Linked DNA regions of Gossypium hirsutum: region 2 is linked to region 1. The links are chromatin contacts, called in public Hi-C maps. All regions are on one chromosome and are shown on one strand. The core of a region is the stretch at or near the end of the contact, and the rest is flanking DNA. Distances in the headings are between cores, read along the strand shown. Region 1 has its middle 17 kb from the start of LOC107934532. Region 2 holds the start of LOC107937175 (probable protein S-acyltransferase 15).

Evidence for each region. Hi-C and Micro-C count contacts between places; a contact is called where the count stands out from the background.
Region 2: a Hi-C map of leaf shows a contact between it and region 1, with 3 times the contacts expected there. The contact joins the promoter of LOC107937175 here to the enhancer-like site in region 1. A contact is called at or near these places in 18 of 34 Hi-C or Micro-C datasets (anther, callus, cotyledon and 4 more).

The regions. Positions count from the first base shown.
Region 1 is chrA10:110,798,186-110,805,250 of Gossypium_hirsutum_v2.1, forward strand. It overlaps the pseudogene LOC121208099. Among protein-coding and RNA genes, the nearest start is that of LOC107934532, 17 kb to the left of the region's middle. Within about 2 kb of position 3,291, at least 4 of the 9 cell types and tissues checked have an H3K27ac peak or open chromatin away from gene starts, as enhancers often do. A contact at or near this core is called in hypocotyl and leaf, where this site is marked.
Region 2 is chrA10:111,008,001-111,015,065 of Gossypium_hirsutum_v2.1, forward strand. It overlaps LOC107937175 (probable protein S-acyltransferase 15), which reads left to right and starts at 3,772. Exons shown (of 7, transcript XM_016870019.2): 1 at 3,772-4,177; 2 at 4,871-4,963; 3 at 5,060-5,161; 4 at 5,246-5,317; 5 at 6,461-6,559; 6 at 6,656-6,751; 7 at 6,826-7,065. The coding sequence starts at 3,902. The coding sequence ends at 6,921.

The DNA.
Region 1 (7,065 bases), core at 2,041-4,540:
TACGTCTAAGATTGAGATATCTAAGATTCACCAACATTTCCAAACCTTGAGGGATTTGCTCGATTCCACTGCCTCCAAGATCCAATTCCTTCGAAGCTTGAAGTTTCGATAAACAAGGCAAACTCTTTAAATCCCAACATCCTCTAAGTAACAATCCTGTGAGTTTCTCCAAACTAGAAGTAGAATTAGGCAAACTCTCAAAACAATTACGTGAAAGATCAAGAATCTCAAGGTTAGGAAAGTGCTCAAAGAAAGATTCTGGAAATTTCAGGCATTTCATGGTTTGAGGAATTTTTGAGATGGAATTTTCCATTAAAGAAACCTTCTCCAAATCTTCACCCCATTCCTCCATGTTTGCACCTCTTCCAACTGCATACCAGCTTTTACCAGAAATCTCTTCCTTGTGATATGCAATGCCATATATCTAACAAGATCATGCATTTTTATACATGACCTACCCTGAACCCTTTCTAGCAACAGTTTTCTTCAAGCTTTTGCAAAATGGAATGACGGCTACCCTCCATTGCTTTTCTCCTTCCCATTCCATCTATAAGCCCTTCTTCCATCCACTTTTCAATTATCTCATCTTTATCGATTTCATCATCTTCAGGATATAATGCACAATACAAAAGGCAATCTTGGTCTATTCGTTGCAGACGGTCATAGCTGAACTATAAACATCCATACACCTTATCTTCCATATCGTTGATGTTTCTGATGTAGCCTCGTAATTCCTGTATAGGATATTCCCACATACAAGGATAGGATTTTCCCCTCATATAACCAGCCAGTGTGAAAACTGCTAGAGGAAGTCCATCACATTCCCTCACAGCAAGATTCATTAATGATTCTAAAGTTGGATTGGACAACATGTCTTGTCCAACTTTGCTTAAGAATAAGTTCATGGCTTCCTCCATAGAAAAACAAGGAACTTTAACTTTCTTAAATCCCATTGATTCAACAACCCTTTCTGAACGTGTGGTCAACACTAATTTGCATCCATTATTTGTTGTTGGCTCAAGGATTCCAACATCCTCAAGGGAAAAGCTTCTCCATACATCATCCAATATTAGCACATACCTCATTTGTCCTCTCAACATTTCTGACAATTTCCCTGCACGGACGATTGTACTTTTGTCATCTGACAAGTTTCTCTCCAATTGAGAAGCGATGTCCTTTTGCAGCTTTCGAATATCGAAGACTTGAGATACAGTTACCCAAATCAATGTTCTATTTGTTCTTCTTTCTGAGTTATTATTCCATTTGTTGTTGCAGTAAGAGTTAAAGATAGGAAAATGGAATAAGACAAGCAGAGTAAAGTCAACAAACAATATTTGATTCGCTTAAACCTATTCTATTATGTTATAATGGATAATTACAGCCTCTAAGTAGAGCTCAAAATGTTAAAATTACTCTTCTCAATAACTTTATTTATGTTCAATAGAAACTATCAAATAAAAACCTAAAAAGAGAATCGAAAATATATTGAGAACACAATACAAAAATGACACTTACACTATATTTGGTTGGGGAAATGGAATAGCATTCTCCTTGTTCATTGAATGGTAAACCATTCATTTGTTTGGTTGAACATAATATTCATTCAATTGAATGATTATTATTCTTCTATTACTTGTCTTTCCGTAATAGCTATTTTTTTATTTTATCAAAAATGACTATTCCATGCAACATTGAATAACAAAAAAAAAAGCTTTAGATTAATCCTTTAAAACTTGGACTTAGAAAATATAAAAAATAAAATATTTTTTAAATTTAAAATAAAATATTTTAATATAATTTAATATAAAAATAATTATATTAAAAATATTATTAAATTATATTTAATAATAATTATATTAAAATATGATTAATAAATAATCCTATTAAAATGTAATAACAACAACAATAATTAATTACCTACAAAAAAATTCTATTAAGGGTATTCTGGTCATTTTAAGTTTTTTTTCTTATGCTATTACAATAGTCCATTCAACAAACAAAAGAATACTATCACAATTCTATTCCATTCCATTCAACTAAACAGTTGAATTATTGATTAAAGCTGATCTATTCCATTACAACGAACCAAATGTAGTGCTAGGCTTTATTTGATAAACCATTGAAAATTAATTTTTTATGCATGTTTGATAATCCAAAATTAAAATTTTTTTGATAGAATATTTTCTATAAAAAAAGTATGGAAAATAATAAGTAGATAAGAGTAACTTATCACTTAATAGAGAATATTTTCAATTATTTCAATTTTACTTTATATTTATTTTAATGGTATATTATCTTATAAAAACTTTATATTTAAAATTTTAATTTTTGTTTAGAATAAGGTGAAATGTTTAAAAAAATAAAGATAAAATGTAGAATATAAATTTTTTATAATTTAAAATCTATATTTATCAAACAGTCTAACTATATTTCGTAATTAATTTTAAGTAGTATATCAAATAAAATTTATAACCTAAATTCAGTACTTAAATTTTCAACACTTGATTTTTTTTAATTTATCAAACAACACCTTAAAATGCACCATTCAATATGCGACACAAGCAGCCTATTTATAAGCCTCACCTTTGATCATCAAAACCAAATTTGAGATATACATCTCATTCAAATTTAAGTTAAAAATATCTCGCCGGTTGAGTCTTAATTCGATTAACATAAGCATTGCTATCAATGTAAAAGGACGTGAGTTTGGGTATATTGTATGTTCACTAGCTTAAAGTTTTTTAATTTTTTATTATATTATGTATATTCATTTTACAGTTCCTATTCAGAGTTTATAACTGCTCCTTTCAACAATATCATCTTATTGGGAATGAATTTTTTTTTAATTCAGTACAATTTTGAAAAAGAAAGAAAGAAAGTATTGGAACTAATTTATTTGAATAGAGAATATAAATGATATAATTAAGATGTGTGATCTTATCAATTATTTTAGTTTAACAAATTTGACCCGATTGATGCACAAATAAAGTAATAAATAATTTGTATTTAAATTTTTAATTAACATTAATTTTGAATTTAAATTTTATTATAGAATAGAAAAGTAGTAATATTTTTTATTATTCAAAAATCTAACTCTACTCATTCAAACCACATACACCTTTTATTACAAATATTTTTTCAGAATTTGGATTTTTCTGTTTGCATATACCTAAACCCAACGAATATTTTTCAAAGTTTAAGCTTTTAGAATGTAGCTTTAAGGCATCATCAACTCAACTTGATTCACAGTGTGAAATTATGGTGGATTGGTTGACCAAACTTGGGCTTGAAATCCTTGAATAAGGCCCCCATTTATAATTGGTCTAAGCCTACGGGCCTAGTAAGCCACTCATCCTAAATGAGTATAAAATTTGTTCTGTAATTCTTTACTTGATAAAAATTGATAAAAGTATCATACGTTTTGTATTAGAAGTTAAAATGTATTTTGTTCCCTCAAATAAATTAGTAAATTAATCTTTATACATTAGATCAAAGAGTAAATTAGTAATTTTTATTAAAAATTTCATTTATTTGTACTGTTAAAAACAAGCGTGCATAACCAAATAACCAGACAATGACACATGGCGTGCCACATGCACGTCATGTTGACATATAGAGACCAATTTTTAAAAGTAAAAATAGATGAGCTTTATAACAAAAATGACTAAGTTGCTCTTTAATCTAATGTACAAATACTAATTTACTATTTTTTTAATAGAAGGGGCAAAATACAACCTAACTCCTATTACAAGGGTCTCCATGGTACTTAGAATTATTAACATTTGAGTATATTTCTTAGATGTAAGTTAACATGAAATGCTTGATGGATTGAAAATCAATCAAATCCTTATTATACTTGCATTTGGTTCACATTATGTAACATTCCACAAGAAATCTCACATTTCTAAACAATATCGAAATATAAAGTATAATCTTAATACTTTACATTCTTTAAGCTATTTCAGATTACAGGTGGAATTAAAAAATTTGGATAAATTTACCCTTTTTTTATTATTTCAAACAATTTCATTCTTTTTTCTTAAATAAAATTTAAGTCTAATTAAAAACAAAACCCTCTCTTTCTCTTAACAATGAAACCATAGATGTTTTTTTTAAAAAATTATAATTATTATATGTACTATTAGTATGTTAATTATGATCAATAAATTATGGTTAGTGATATAATTACTTTTCTTAATTATTGTAATTATTATTTATAAAATTATTTCAAAATATAAGATGTAATAAAAATAAGACTTACCATAATTTAATGAAAAATAAGACTAAAAAAGTATTAAAGGAATTAAATTTAATGTTATAAAAACAAATTCTATAACAACAATTTAGTAAAATATTTTTTTAGGTAATATTATACTCCGTCAACCAAACATTAAAATATTACATTCCAACTGAGTGAACCAAATAAGGTAATATAACATAATCGATATTCCATACTATAATCTTACATTCTCGTAATTTTATTATTAAAGGTAATTTACATTCTTTAAATTAAACACACTCCTAAGAGGAAGGGCGAAATAAAGAATTTGATATGAAAGGATCGGAATAAAATTATAGAATTTTGGAGGCAAAACTAAATTTTTTTGTTTTGAAAATTGAAAAATTAATGATTGGGAGGGCCAAACTATTATCAACACAAGGTTATCATCATTATATAAATTACCATAAGGTTTCTTATCCTTCCCGGCCGATGAGGAATCGAAGCACGTTGTCTTATCTATCTTTGACACTTGGCGTAACATCATGTTAGTTCCTCAGCCTTCACAATCACACTAGAGTTTGTGAACTCAGCTTAACCATACTTGAATTTCAGATATGAACAACATATATTTTAAAGTTTCTTGAAACATATTAAAAAAAAATAAAGAATCAAAGCAAGATAGATCCAAATGGTCAATGACTTGTTCCAATTTGCTACACATGAGGAAGATGCCAAAAGATGCATGGCCCAGTAATTAAAACCCTCATTCCTCCATATACCAATCAATTAGAGTCTAATATAAGTATATTCTGAAAGCATATGCTTTTTCATGTGAATTATTCCTCAGAATATGCTTTTTATTGAAGTGTGGATGATGTTAGCAAAGACTTGCAGGTTTGGACCAAAATGGATAATCCTACATTATCAACATATTCTCTTGATTTTACATGCAAGATTGGATATGTTCTTTTTCTTTTCATGAAAATGCATTATTGAATGTGTTTGTTTATGGTCATCTAAGCCATTTTTCATCTCGCCAATTCTTTGTTCAAGCAGTTTTTGGATAATCGAACCGATAGAATACACCCGCAGAAATGATGTTTAGATGACCATCAACAAACAACTTCATCTTATTGCATCAAGTGTTCAAGATTTAAGGTTTTGTTACGGTTTAAAACCACCTTTTCCAATCAACATTCTTTCCATCTCTACAAAAGTTTCGAGTGCCAAATCTTTCCATAAAGGTGAAATCAAGAATTTTATGTTGGGGGTCGGAATATAAAGGAGACGAATGGGATGGAGTTAGAAGTGACTGGAGATTCAAATCGAAACTGTAATGGGATGAGCTATTTTGCGGTTGTTATTCTCTTTGGTCAACTGTTTTACACTTGCGATAAACACGACACGAAAGAAAACATGTCATGATTGCCGAAGAACTTGGTTTCAGAGAAGCAATTCAGAACTGAAAAAAAGGGTAAGATTCTTTTGTTCTTCATGGAGTGAAACTCCCAGCTACTTGTCTTAGCTCTTTGATATTATCTTAGGCTTTCCAATGTTTCCTTTTGTCGGAACTTCCAATGCTTTGTTTGTTCAAACTGAAGATGGATTAAGTGTCATCAGTTGAAGTATATCAATCTATCTATCTGTCTATCTATATATATGTATATAATCAACTTTAATGGCAATCAATTTGGAAGCAAGAATAGCAATGGTCCAAAGGATACATATGATTTATGTTTCCGCCATGGTGGGAAAGTTTTTGTCTTGTGAAAGTCAATAATATTGTTTAGGAGCACTCAAAAAAGTTACAAAATTTTAGGGGACAAAGCTAAAATATTACCTTCAAAAATTTAAAATTTACTATTTTAGGTATCAAAGATAAAAAATAGTTAAATAGAATTATTAATTTTTTAGAAAGGTTAAAATATAAATTTTCCGTTTAATTAACAGCTATAATTTTTTAAAAAAGGCAAAGCAATTTTTATTAATTTTTAAAATTTAAATTGCAGAGAAGTTGATTTCTAAATTAGCAATTTAATTAAAGATTTTAACTGCATTACTTATTTGGTTAGTATAATAAATTTATAATTAACCCGTACAAACGAGAATAATATGTACAGAGAAAAAATTAAACATGGTTTTTGGAACTAGCTAGATCGATAACGGTCAGGATATCGGTTCGTGGTTGGAAATAAGAGGTTAAATCAATTGGTTCGTAAATCAATATGGACCGGATTAAAAAATAAGTTTGAATGTATAATTAAATCAATTGAATTAAATTTTTAATATATTTTTTTCATTTTTATGAATTTTTAATCAAATTAGATGAATCGATTTAACTAAAGAACAAATAATCTAACTAATTCAACCATTAATCTAATTTTCTAGAATATATATTTAAAAATTTAAGATTTTTTTTACAATTTTCTAAAACTTAAATACCTATTTTAATTTATACAAAATTTTTAATTTTTATATATTATTTTGAAATTTATATTTATATTCTAGATTTTTATAAAATAATATGGGTAAACTACAAAAATAGTCACTTTTATTTGCCTTAGATTACATTTTAGTCACTTTAAGTTTGAATGTTACGTTTTAGTCACTTACGTTATCGTTTTGTTACAAAGTAGTCATTCAACAGTTAAACTTCGTTGCCTCCCTAACGGCAGTCCTACGTGGTAGTCCAAATAGGTTTTAAATGCCAACTTAGATGTCCATTTGTTGGGATGGAAATAAGTTTTTAATTAAATAAATTAAATTTGAACTGCCAAGTAAGACATCCAAGTTAACATTTAAAACTCATTTGGACTGCCACGTAGAATAGCATTTAGGGAGGT
Region 2 (7,065 bases), core at 2,522-5,021, 210 kb after region 1:
TTTATTTTTTAAGTATTTGTTTTTAATGCAAATATATCACACATAAATATGATAATTTCATTTTTCCAAAGATTTTTCAAATAGATTAATTTTAAAAAAAATCAAATATACCAATCCTAAACACATATCAATAATATCCAATATTCTCCCAAATAAAATTAATAGTTCTTCACTCTTTCTAGCCAAATAATTATTTTACTTATACAGGTGATATATCTTGTCTTCACCTACCCTAGGGAAAAGCATTATTGCAGTCGGCACTACATACATATACACATTTTTAAAAAGAATATATATTCATGACCATCTATTTATTTTAATGCATGACAGCCTTCTTTTTATACATAGAGTACTATGTTTGCTTCTTAATTTCTTCACGCTCTCCTCGACCCTTCAAGCCATATGCTATTTATACATCAAATTTAAGAAACACTGAATCAGACAAATTCATGGTCCCCTTCTCACACATTTCCTTTGATTAGGTAGCTCTACAATAACTCATTCGATTGATTTATATAGTGAATTCTATGATTCTTCTTTTAATCTTGGATTAAAACAAATTAAGTAATATGGTTGGGCCATGAACATGTGTAGTTGAGCAGCAATGGTCCCCCCTGGGAGGCATGATGATAACAAAGAGTTAAGGCTTTGAGAAAAAAAAAATACAGTAGGAAATTGAAGGGCGATGATGATGAGAAATGAGTGATCATTATAATCCATTTACATTGTACGTTCCGATTTTAGACAACACAAATTTAAATGACGGACAGACAGCTAGATTTGTGGGATTTATGACAAGCATTAAGGTTTCATTTACCATACATACATATATATAACATTATTAAGGTTTTATTTACTGATGCATATATGTCTATATATATATACTATGAAAGAATTCAAAATTAGGGTATAAATGAGACACTAATATTTATGAATTATTCGAGTTTGATTAAGAAATTTAAACTCGATTTGGTAATTATTGAGCTAAACTCGAGCTTGAGTTATTAATAGAGTTGAATTTGAGCACCATAGTACTTGATTCAAATAGTCATCAAGCCTAACGAGCTTTTCGCTTTAAGAATTTCAAAAATTAAAAATCAATTAATCCCCTATAAACTTTTTATCAACTTTTTACTAGTAAGACCCTTTGATCGACATTGTCCATTAGGAATTAAAGGCAATGCTGACATGACCATTAACAGATGTCATGTCAACCAATAAAGATTGACATGGTGATCCTCGTCAACACTAGATGCTAATGTGGCACTGCCACATCAGTAAAATAAAAAATTTCAAAACAAAATTAAACTTTTTAAAAAATATCTAAAAAGAACTTAGACAACTGATTATCCAGATTCATTTGATTTTGGACATGGTGTCCATATTCATTTTAAAATTATTAAAAAAACGAATTTTTTTATAAAAATCATGAAAAGTTAATTCAAAACATAAAATTTATAAAAACATAAAAATGTTATAAATTAATTAAGATGGTAAAAAATCATAAAATTTATTGAAAGTACATGACAATTATAAAAAATCATAAATTGGATCTTTTCATATACATTTGGTATTTCAAATCAATTATTTTTTCATATAAATATATTCAAAATTAAGATAGATCATTTTCAATTGAAATATAAGAATGTGGAATGTAAGTATAAATTAATGGCATTAAGTACACGAACGTATATAAGAAGTTAAACAAAATTTAAAATATTGAATACTTTTAAATTGAAATAACTGGAATTTTAATATATATATATTATGGTTTGATTGTAAATTTAATGAGCTTTTTATAATTCTTTTATGTTTTCTTATAGTTTTTAATTATTTTAAAATTTTTATAATTTTAATAATTTTTTTAATTTTTTATTCTAAACTGAATCTTGATAAATAGGTGCTTGAATTCAAATGAAAATGAATAATTATTTGTCTAGATTCATTTTGATTTATATTTATATTTTTTAAATTTTTTATTTTATTTTCAGCAATCAGTGTCGATTTGACGTCTATTAACGATCATGTCAATGTTTTTATTAATTTTTTAATGATCAATATTGGTCAAAAGGTCTTATTGGTTAAAGTTATAACATAGATGTTCAATTGGATGCACAAAGTTGGGAGAGGCTTAATTGATTTTTTTTTTTGAAATTCTTTGAGGACCTTTTATACTATTAAGCTATTTTTATATTGTAAAATACAATTTTACCCCTATTATATAAAATGATGTTAATTACGAACAAACTCGAGCTTGAATATGAACAAGCTTAATCAAGCTCCAGTTTGAACTTGAATATAAAAATTATTAAATGATCTTAATTGAGCTCAAGCTCAAATAGTTGGATTATGTCTCGACCCCAACTCGTGATTAAGAATTGATGTTGGAGTTGAGCTATTGTTACCAGATTCAAGCCTTAGGTGCATTAAATATGTCACCTTCTATAGAATCAAAATAGTATTGTAGCTTTGGTATGAAGGGTAACAATCTGAAAGGAAATGTTGTTGTAGCTAATAAGCTAAGTGAAAATTTAAGAAACAAGTGAAGGAGAAGTGAGAAGGATAGTGGCAAAGACTCATTATATATCATACATAAGGTGGAGAATCTAGGGAACAGAGGAGAATGAGAGTCAGAAAGCACAAATGCCTCCATTCCCACCCCTTGAGGTTGATTACAGCACTCCAGCTCAAGTCTTGAAACTTATAATCCTTCTGGTAATGCTGATGCTTCCAATTCTGATAACGCTAATGGGTTCAAGCCTCCCAAATCGCCATGATTGTTTTAGGTTGGAACGTAAGGAGATTCTGGTTGACTCTAATGTCGTATCAGTGTCACCAATTCACTAAGAAATATGAGATTACTGTTTGCTTTTTAATGGAGACTATAAACAAGGTAACCTTTTTTGTAATGCTTTAGCTTTGAAATGGGGTTTTGATTATGTCGATAGGACTTATAGTATAGGTCTTAGTGGTGGCACTTATGTAATAAAAAATGCATTTTCATCCTTTTTGTCTTCGTATTTTTATATCATCTTTAAATAAAACTAGGCCTGATCATGGGTCAGGTCATCTGCCAAATCCCGAAGGCTTACTCGAAAAGGGAGAGTATTTGGGCAAAAGTATAGGTTCGAAAAATGGATTTAGACAAAAAATAAGGCACTAGATCTTGGGTAGAATTTTTATGCCCAAGCCCGGCCTGAATCAGCTGTTTTGTTATCATTTCGCTATTATATTGCTATTATTATTTTTTTGTTATTGTTTGAATATTGTATAACTCTTGTTTTATTGTTAATTTTGCTACTATTTTAGAGGTATTTGCTTGTTAAGTTGCAACTATCTTAGTGTTATTTAAGTATAAATATTTTTTAATGTTTTTTCAATTTGATTTATTTTAATGTTTTTAGTGTACTTGATGTGTTATATTTTTAAAAATTTTTTATATAAAAAATAATCTAAAAAATTTAATATGGACAGGCAGAGTCAAGCTCGATTTTAGCTTTTTTAATTTGAATCGAGTTTTAGTAGAATTTTAAGTCCATATTTTAAGCTGGACCTAAAAAATTTAAAATTTTGTATCAATTCAACTTAAATCCAACCTGACCTGACCCATAATCAAGCATAGGTCGAACTCACATCCTCCCAATGCTGTTGCAATAGCAACAAAGTGAATGGATGTGAAAATGAAATTGGCCCAAAATGAAATTTGAAAAGAGGACAAAAAAAACATTGTTGGACTATAAATTGCCCCAAAAATCTTAGCCCAAACCACAAAATAATCTAAAATGTTTTAGATCATGAAACCCAAAAATTATACACGAAATTAATGTTCTCCATCAACGAGTACCAAAACCTTTAATGCCTGAGCTCTGTTATTCTCAAACAACAATTCTCCCCCAAAAAAATGAAATTGAAAAATTTCCTCTCGATTCCAATTTTTTCAGTGTTTTTGGTGATGGGTTTTGTTTATTATATCACAGTTTTTATTTTAATTGAAGATTGGGTTGGTTTGCAGACCTCAGCTGGGTCTTTAAATTCCATGATCTTCACCACCTTGGCTTGTCTTTGTGTCCTGTCTTTCCTCGTTGGTGTCCTTACTGACCCAGGCCGTGTTCCTTCTTCTTATATCCCTGATGTTGAAGATGCTTCTTTTGCCTCAGATCAAGAGCCAAAGAAAAATGTAAGATTTCCCCCCTTTCTAAAATTTTGTATTGAATCAAATAGTTTCAGAGAAAGTTTTGAATTTTTGGCCCAATTAGGTTTTGATGATATTTGGGTTTTCCTTATTGACTAGGAAGATTAGGGAATGAATATGAAATTTTGGGTCTTAATGGTAGATCTTGGCTTTTATTTCCAGTTTCTTGAAATTTTGGGAAATTAGGGTTTTTTTTTTAAAATATACTCATTTACGTTTTTTATTGGATCTAATATTGACCCTTAAATTTTCCGTAACATGTAATTTGCCTATGGTTTTATGGAAATTAATAAGAGAAGATTATGTTTGTAGCAAGAGAATTTTGTAGTTGATAATTTGTTGATGCAAAGATTGTTAGCCCATATCCATTATAAGGTATTGTCCGGTTTAGAGGTCTAAAGATTGTCCTTTGAGAAAAAGAGTCTCAATAGGAAAAGGTGACTCGCATTATATCAATGGAGGATCATTATGTACTCTTTAACTTCAGTGATGGATAATTTAGGTTTTAGAATAAGAATACTGTGACGTATTGTTCGTTTTAGAGGTCTAAAGACCGTTTTTTGAGAAAAAGAGCCTCCACAGGGTAAGTATAACTTGCTTTATATCGATGGAGGATTGTTTTACTGCTTGGGAAACAAACTTCGTTATGTAATCTGACTTCAGTAATGGATGATTTAGGTTCTACAATCAAAATATTGCGACAAATGTGCTGCATATAAACCCCCGAGGACACATCACTGCCGGGTTTGCAAAAGATGCATACTAAGGATGGTAGGACATTATCTTTAACCAATTCTTGTACGAGTAAAAAAACTTCTTTGACCTTGAAACTTTTGATAATGGTTTCGAATGCTAAATTGAGTGTAGGATCATCATTGCCTGTGGATAAATAATTGTGTTGGTTATTGGAACTATAAAGCTTTCTTCAATCTTATACTTTATGCAACCATTGGTAGCATCCACTCCTCAGTATGTATCATTTTCTTCTTGTCTTGTTTTTTAAAACCCATTTGATGTTGCCCTGAGTTGTAATATAAAACCTGTCATTGTTAGGTAATTGTAATAAGCTGTTTCCGTCAGAAGGACTGGAATTACAGTGGAACAACTCCCCTCAAAATTTTTTATGTAAGTTGTAGTTAATAGTATGTAGTTAAATATATGTATCTGCAATTTATTGTTGTTACAATTAATATCGTTTATCAAGTGTATAAGTTCTCGCAAGTGCCTGTCCTGTTTCTAAATTTATTTGGTAAGTATGCGGGGAGAATCATGTCTGCTGTAATCTTTTTCCAGCTAGTAGAAAGATCATGTATTTTTCCAGCTGAGTATGAAGCAAATCCATGTTACTTAGTCTTGGGAATGAGTTTAGAGTAGGAGTATGTGCTCTACGTGGATATACTCTCTTTTTTTTTGTATGTTTTTCCGTATATTTGGAGAATCTTACCCCTATATCTGTGGCCAAATGTATGTAGGATACACCTTCAAAAAATATATATATGTGGGATACAGGTGTTGTACTTGAGTACTTTAGGGAAAACGAAGTGTCAAGGCAACATAGAAGTAAATACAAAATCTAGATGGTTACGGCTTTTACCCATTGTCTTTTAGATCTTGTGCAAATTCCGGTTAGATATCTCCGAACTGTGTTGATCCCGTACTCTTTTACGTTTTACCCTTAATCCATCCATATCCTCTTATTTCAAATATAAACTCTGGCTTACTTTTTAATTTTACTTGCATCAGTTTTCTTATGAATCTGTGCGGATTTCTCTTCTTTATATTAGGGAATATGTTAAAGTATCATACTAGAAGCATGCATTTTTACTTTTTAGGTTACGCTTGATTTTCTGATCCCAAACATGGAAGAATAAAAACAACCCTAATCTGGCCCCAGCCTTTGACAACCTGAGTTGCAAGGTCCCAAAATAAAAAGAGCTAACTGGCCTTTCTTATTTGGATGCATTCTATTCCAGGCTTGAAATTTGAGTTTGAATATAGTGAACTGAATTAAAATTTGATGCCCGTGTATGACATCCATGTTTGAAGCTTATCTAGGCATAGGTATATGGGGATATGAGCAGCCAAATGTATGACATGCCTATGCTGGACACATGCCTGTACTCAAACCTCACATGAATTCGAGTAATGCAACTTTTAGACTCACACTCTCCCTCCCCCAACCAGGAGGAAAAAAAAGTGTTCTTGCTCTTCAATCCAGCTGTTTAAGAGTTTATAAGCTATTTAACAAATTCTCAGAATGTGTTGTAGCTTGCGTGTGGATTAATGATGCTTGCATTATCAGTAACACTTGGGACTCTCTTAGGTTGGCATATCTACCTTATAACTCACAATATGACAACCATAGAGGTACACCATTGACTTACTTCTCACAGTTGACTGCATTGGCTTGAATTAGTGTCCTGTACAATTGTCTAACGCCACCTTCAAATTTCCTTTTGCCAGTATTATGAGGGAATACGAGCCGCATGGTTGGCAAAGAAATCCGGGCTGAGCTATCGTCATCCATTCGATATCAGTGTTTACAAAAATATTACCTTGGTACTGGCCTCCTTTTTTCTCTTTTGTTCGATTATTATCTTTGCTTATATGTGTTTTATTGACTTCTTAATCAGGTATTGGGTCCCAACACACTGAGATGGTTTTGTCCGACATCAACGAGCCATCTAAAAGACGGAGTTAACTTCCCCACTTTACGTGATACTTCATAGATGTTTTTCACTTCAACCCGAGTTGTCACCGGAATAGTCCTATACTCGCATATAATTATCATATTATTTACAAAGGAGAAAGGATAGCTTCAATGAGTTGTTGGCCTCAGTGGGTGAAAATGAAATGGTCAACCATAGATGTAT